2 separate regions of the Sus scrofa genome follow, and region 2 is linked to region 1. The links are chromatin contacts, called in public Hi-C maps. All regions are on one chromosome and are shown on one strand. Each heading gives the region's core, a stretch centred on a gene start, on an enhancer-like site or on the middle of the called end of the contact. The rest is flanking DNA. Distances are from core to core; before and after follow the strand shown. Region 1 holds the start of PADI2 (protein-arginine deiminase type-2). Region 2 holds the start of PADI6 (protein-arginine deiminase type-6).

The links. A called contact is a pair of places that touch in the nucleus more often than the background predicts.
Region 2: a contact with region 1 is called in a Hi-C map of epiblast stem cells, with 2.3 times the contacts expected there. The contact joins the promoter of PADI6 here to the promoter of PADI2 in region 1. A contact is called at or near these places in 13 of 47 Hi-C or Micro-C datasets (adipose tissue, blood, brain and 8 more).

The regions. Positions count from the first base shown.
Region 1 is chr6:75,754,306-75,757,791 of Sscrofa11.1, forward strand. PADI2 (protein-arginine deiminase type-2) reads right to left here and starts at 1,672. Exons shown (of 16, transcript XM_003356166.4): 1 at 1,407-1,672. The coding sequence starts at 1,498.
Region 2 is chr6:75,968,208-75,971,380 of Sscrofa11.1, forward strand. PADI6 (protein-arginine deiminase type-6) reads left to right here and starts at 1,648. Exons shown (of 16, transcript XM_013999025.2): 1 at 1,648-1,842; 2 at 2,587-2,770. The coding sequence starts at 1,751.

The DNA.
Region 1 (3,486 bases), core at 422-2,921:
AGGGGCTGAGGAGTGGGGACAGACCTTGGTCTGCAGGGTGACGGGGTCATTTGCCCTAGGGGAAGGACAGCGCCTGCTGAGGAGGTGGCAGAAGACTGGCCCCACAGAGCTGCCAGGGCCACTGGAGGTGACAGAGAGCATGGGCTGGGGAGGGTGTGTGGAAAGACCCAGGGATGGGGTTTGGTGGGGGCCTGGGAGAGGCAGGGTGCTCCGGATGACAGAATGATGTGGGAGCAATAGGCCACTTCGGCACCTCCAGCTTAGCCCAAGGCACAGAGAGGCTAAGGGACATGCCCCAGGGTATCAGCATGGGGTCCCAGCCCTGAGCCCAGCATGCTCCCTCCTCTCACCACTGACCCCTCCCACGCTAGCAATGGGGAACATTTCAAATGCTTGGAATAGAGGTTCTGCAGGATCCCGTCCAAGACCCTCGGCCCTGCATTCACACCAGCCGCACTTTGCAAGGCCTGCCCCAAGCATCGCAGGGAGATGGCTCCTTGGACTTGGCTGCTTCCCGGGGGCGGGGCTGGGGGCTGGAGGTAGGCCCTGACTTCAATTCCCTCACCCCATGTCCTACTGTCTCAGAAATCCTGCACCCCACCAAAGTTCATGGACAGGAGCAAAGGGCCGGTGGCAACAGGGTCCTGAATCAGGAGCTCTCCTCTGACAAAGATCCCAACTGCACCACCTCGGTTTGCGGGAACAAAGTCCCTCCCTGACCCCAGGGTGAAGTCAAGGGAAGGCATTTGGGGACATGGAGCTTATGGCCAGTGCCTGGGGACAGGCAATCACCAGCAGCCCCCACAGGGTGAAACTGGAGCTTAGGCAACCCCTAGAGCCAGATTCCACCACTGGGCAGCTCCCCTCTGGCCCAGTCTCAGCCTCCAGCAAATCCTGCAGGAGGCTCAGCTGATCTGGGAGTGGGGCAAGGCGCTGAGTTGAGGTGGGTGGTGAGTCAGTAGGGTCTGAGGAGAAGGGAGGGGGCATAAGGGACGTGTGGGGTGGGGGGAGCGGGGAGGGAAAGAGGGGAGGATGACTAGGAAGTTGGAAGGTGCTGAGGTTGTCCTGGGAGAGGGACTGGGGAGGGTCCAGTGGGGGGAAGCCCGAGGTGAGGGGCGGGGTCTGGGAAAGGAGTAGCAAAGGGGGTTGGGGCCGTGTCAGGGCATCTGGGAAGGTCTCTAGATTTCTCGCGGAGGTTGACACAAGGTTTGGGGGTTCCCAAGTTTCTGCGGGAGGTTCTTAAGATTTCTGGGCGCGGGGGCCTCGGGGGCGAGGGATGACTCGGGCTGGAGGAAGGCTGCCCGCGTCTCCAAGTCCGGGGAGGGTCTCGGGATTTCTGGGGCTTAGATTTTGGGCCGAGCCCGGAGTTGGAGGGGGTCTCGGGCCAGCGCGGTGGCCCAGCTCACCTGTAGACATCGGTCCAGAGGTGCGTGCCCAGCACGTACACCGCCTCAACGCGGCTCCCGTACTGCAGCCGCACGGTCCGCTCGCGCAGCATCTTCCTGGCAGAGCACAGCCCTGGGTGGGTCCTCGTTCGTCCCCGTCCGCCCGGAGCACCTGCGGCAGGTGAACCCTCACCAGCTGTCCGCAGTCGCCCGGCGCCGGGCTCCGCCTTTATCCTGCCGCCGGTGGGCGGGGCGGCCCGTCGGCTGGCGGGGCGGCCCGTCGGCCTCCCTTGCAATGGGCCGTGGGCCTGTCCGTCAAGCGTGACCACGCCCCCAACTCTTTCCGCTCCCTCGTGGTCTGGGTGAAGTCAGCAGTTGCAAGGTCCCTCTTTTTCATGGTTGATTTACTCATTCTTTCATTCCACACACTTTCCGTGGGCCCCCAACTGCCCGGTGCCAGGACGCAGGGCCAGTCTCCCTTCCGGGCGACCCCAGCCCTACCGGGCAGGTAATGCAAATGTGGAGCTGGCTTCGGGGCGGGGACAGGAAGGAGGTGGAGGGAGCCCAGACCAGAGGGTGCCCTAAATCAGCCCAGGCTCCGGGACCTGAGCCTTCTTAAAGAAGGCGTTTGCAAAGTAAGTGGAAGGGAGGAGAGGAAGCTGACCAAACCAGGAAGCCAGATACCGCCTGACACCCACTCAACTCAACAATCAGATCAGAATTAGAGGGAAAATGGGGAGGGGGCGGGGGCGGGGAACTCTGCAGCCTGCGGCGCCAGAATGCAAGCCAGGGCTTCGGTAGGTGGGCGATGAGAGCCTTGGCACGGCTTCCTCAGCGAGGAGTGGTCAGGGCTGGAAGTGAAGGAGGCCATTCTGGCTGCCTGGGTGGAGGCGCCCCTGGGGAGGGTGGGTGAAGCCTCCTGCTGGGGCTGCAGAGAGCCCTGGAGAGAAGGAATTGATCTACCTGTGTTCGTGGACTGAAATATTGATGTTCCAGTGGAAGGACCGTGAGGGGGTACCATTCTGGCCTGGGCCACTGGGCAGAGGCGGGGGCCACTGCAGAGGTCGCCCTGTGTCCTGTGGAGGCCAAGGGGGGGCAGAAGAACATGCAATGGGGGCCTGAAGCCGCCCCCGCCCCCTCCCAGACCCTTCCAGCTCTGAAGCCAAGCGGGGGCCTGTTCAGATAATTCATATATGATGGAGTGGTCCTTGGTACAAGGGGCAAGAGAGGCATGAGAGCGCAGAGGTTATGAGAAGGGCGTGGCAGGCCGGAGTGTTGGGGCGGGGGGATGGGCGCCCTGGTGCATCTGAATAAGAGGGTCGAGTCTCACAATTGCCTGGCGCTGAGGCGCACCCAGGCTCTGACCCCAGTGGCCTCCTCGAGGCGGCCCAAATTAGGAGATGGACAAGAGCCCAGCTGCTCCCGGGGAGCTGGGACCCAGAGGAATGTGGGTGGGGAAAGGGGAAGACCCAGGGAGACGCTGGTAACGTTTGATGGACGCCGGGACGGCTGAGTGCACCATCCAATCAGGATGCTGGGCGGCCACCTGCCAAAGAAGCAAAAAACCTGTGCTGCTCAGAGCTGATTTCCAGGCCCCTGAAGTGGGTTCTTGTCTGGGCATACCTCGACTGGAATTACATTTCTTTTACAATTTATCTTACTGAGGTATAGTTGATTTACCATGTTGTGTTAATTTCAGCTGTATGGCAAAGTGATTCAGTTAGACATAAATACACATTTTTTTTCATATTTAAAACAAAATTTTGGGAGTTTCTGTTGTGGGTCAGTGGGTTAAGAATCGGAGGCGGGGCCTTGATCAGTGAGTTAAGGATCCTGTATTGCTGCAAACTGGTGTAGGTCACAGATGTGGCTGGGGTCTGGCCTTGCTGTGGCTATGGTGTAGGCTGGCAGCTGCAGCTGCAATTTGACTCTAGCCTGGGAACCTCCATATGCCGCAGGTACAGTCCTAAAAAGTAAAAAGAAAAAATTTTTTTTTAGTTGTGCCCGCAGCATGTAGACGTTCTCTGGGTCAGGGACTGAACTGTACTGCTGCTGTCGCAACGCCAGGATCCTTAAGCCGCTGAGCCACAACGGAACGTCC
Region 2 (3,173 bases), core at 398-2,897, 210 kb after region 1:
TGCCTCTTCCAGCTGCTGGTGGCCGCTGGCAGGCCTCGGCTGGTGGCTGCAGTACTCTAATCTGGGCCTGTGTGGTCACACTGCCGTCTCATGTGTATGTCGCATCTCCCTCTGCCTCTCTTCTACAGACACCTGTGGAGTTCCTATTGTGGCACAGTGGGTGAAGAACATGACTGGTCTCCCTGAGGATGCAGGTTCAATCCCTGGCCTTGCTCAGTGGGTTAACTCTCCAGCGTTGCCACAAAGCTGTGTCGTAGAGTTGCAGGTGGGGCTCCCATTCGACCGCTAGCCCAGGAACTTTGATATGCCACAGGGGTGGCCCTAAAAAGAAAAAAATAAATAAAGACACCTTGTGATGGCATTTAGGGCCAGGATAATTCAGGATAATCTCCCAGCTCAAACACTCTTAGTCACATGTGCCAACTTAGTCACAACCACGAAGACTCTGCCCGCAGGTTCCAGGGATTAGGACCTGATATCTTTCGGGGGCTATTAAGCTAACCTCCTACAGGTTAGGAACCACCATTTGCCAGCCGGGCAGGTAGAAGGGGAAGAAGCCAAGCATCCCCTTTCCAAGCACCTGCATTCCACCCAGTCAGGAAAGAGGCAAGACTTAACGCTTACTTTAATGAGATGTAATTGACACATACGTTGTGTACGTTTAAGCTGTACGAACGTGTACAACTGATACATTTCTAGGCTGCAATATGATTACCACGGTCCTGCATCACCTAATGATCATCTTTCCCCCTGAAAACATGGTTTTAAACATTCATATTATCTTCTTTGTTTCCACGTGTCCGAGTTCTCGATCAGACTTGAAACCGTTTTAAAACAAGTCCTTGGCAACCTCCAAATTCTCCTTGGTGACCTTCATATCCCTCTGGCCATAGTCTTGGGACCAGAAGGACATATAAAAAGTCACCCTTATCATTCCCTTTTTGTGGGGGCAGATTTACCTTAATAAAAGCAAGTTGGGGGGGTTCTTTTGTGCAACTTTCGAACTTGTGCATGGAGATTATTTGGTGGCTTTTATGGCTTGTTTCCCGGAAACTGATTCTAAGATGGAAATTTGGATGGGGGGTGGGGGTAGGGGTGGGATGGTGGGAGGTGCTCTTAGGAACCACACCTGGGAGGGAGTTGAGGGGAGAGGCAGGCAGTGGGAGGTGATGAACTGGGATGCGGTGATCACAAAATTTGGGGGTAATGCCTTGGGATGCTCTGGGGCTGGGTTGGGCCCTCTGCATTGTCCTGATTTAAGACAAGCAGACTGCCATTTGTCGCCCCATATTGGACGTATCTGCTGTCGCCTTGGGAATCAGCGGTGGATGATTCCAGGAGAGGAGCTCGCTGTCAGAAGCTAGAAGCCAACACGCTCAGCAGCTGGGGAATAAGGGCCTCCATCCTGAAGGGGGGTCAGGTGGTCCCCCACAGTGTCCACAAGGGACCCTCTCACTCCCAGAGGGCCAGAGACCTAGGCAGCCAGCCTCAGCCTCCTTGAGTCCGTAGGCACGAGCTGCTTAATAAATTAGTGGTGCACGAGCTCTGACCCAGCTGTTCCTCCTCCTTCTCCCGAAAATCAGTTACGCCTGGGCTGCTGCTGAAGCCTCCTTAATGAGGGGGCGGGCTGGAGAGGCCCTGAGCCCATAAGAGGGGAGGGCGAGGGGGCGTCCTGGGGTTATCTGAGGCTGCTGTGCCAAGCAAGGCTTGGTGCGCAGGCCTGGGGGCGGTCCGTCCAGAGGGCCTGGCCATGTCGTTTCAGAGCATCATCCATCTGTCCCTGGACAGCCCTGTCCATTCCACTTGCATGTTGGGAATGGAAATCTGCTTAGATCTCAGTGGGTGAGGAGATGCGGCCGGGGCTAGGGGGATGTTGGTGGCCTGGCTTCCTGCCGGGGGCTGTCCCTAGGTGAAGCAGGCATTGGGGGTTACCTCCCTTCTCTGCCCCTTCTTCCCAGCTCATCACGGGGAGCCTAATTTGGGTGTTTAGGGGCCTCACAGTCCTGATGCTGCTGCCAGATTTGGACCTAAATCCTGCTTCTGCCCTTTGGGGGGCTATGGGGCCTTAGAAGCGAGGGCCTCGCTCCCTCTGGGTCCCCTCACCTGTAAAACAGGGCGAGGTCAAGGCCAGCTCTCGAGGCAGCCGTGAGGATTAAGTTGGAGCCTCCGTGGGGAGGTGACTCGCTCGCAAGGCCAGCTTCCCTCCCAGGTCACAGCACAGACCTCCCAAACCCCAGCCATGTTTTCCTCTACTGGGGTCCCTTGCGGCTCAGACAAATGGCTCTCCCCTCCTCGGGAGTTGGCCTTTATAAATAAGCTGTATCTTGGTAACTTCTAGAACATCAGTGAGATGATGGGGTCTGAGCTGGAGCTTGTCGGAGGGAAGACCCGGGGGTCCTTGGAGGGGGGCGTGGTAAGAGGAAAGATGAAGTTGTGTTAGGACCCAAAAACTTGCCCTGACCCTAAGTTAGGGTGCCTCCGCGCCTGCGAGGATGGTGGGTAGGGACCGTCCCCCACCGTGCCTGCTGCACTAGGCTGAGTGGTAAGGCTCTTGTGCCCTAAATTCTGTCTTGTTGGGCAAACCAGGTGTGCCCCACAGAAGTGCGAGTCCTTCACCATCGCTAGCTCTCCGGGGGTCCTGGTTGATATCTACAACGTTGCGTCTGGGAAGGTCACGCAGGAGGCTGCCCTGACCCAGTGGCCCCTGTCACATCCCATGGATGTGCTGGTGAAGATGACATCCCCGAGCTCCGATGTCAACGGGGACAAGGTGAGTCTTGGGGGACGTTGAGGAGAAGGAGCTAATACAGTCCCTGGAGTATTAGTCTCCCTCCTGACAGGTGGCGTTTCCTGGGCCCTGAGTCCGTGAAAACGTCCCTGCCAAATGTTTGGCACGTCTGACCTTACTCTGTGCTTGCAATAAACCTGGGAAGTGGGCCCATTTTACAGACCAAGAAACTAAGGCACTGAAGAAGGGACATGCCCTACCCAGGCCAGTCATCCGCGGCACAGGGATTCGAGCTCAAGGATGTCTGTCTCGTTTGTGTGTGTTGTGACCATGACACCAGCTTCCGCATTGCCTGCTTTGGAAGCCTAACTTAAAAGGTCTCCACGGCTGAACTCCTATGGGCTCTTTGGCTGAGGCTGGTCTCCCAGGTGTGGGGCTTTTAATG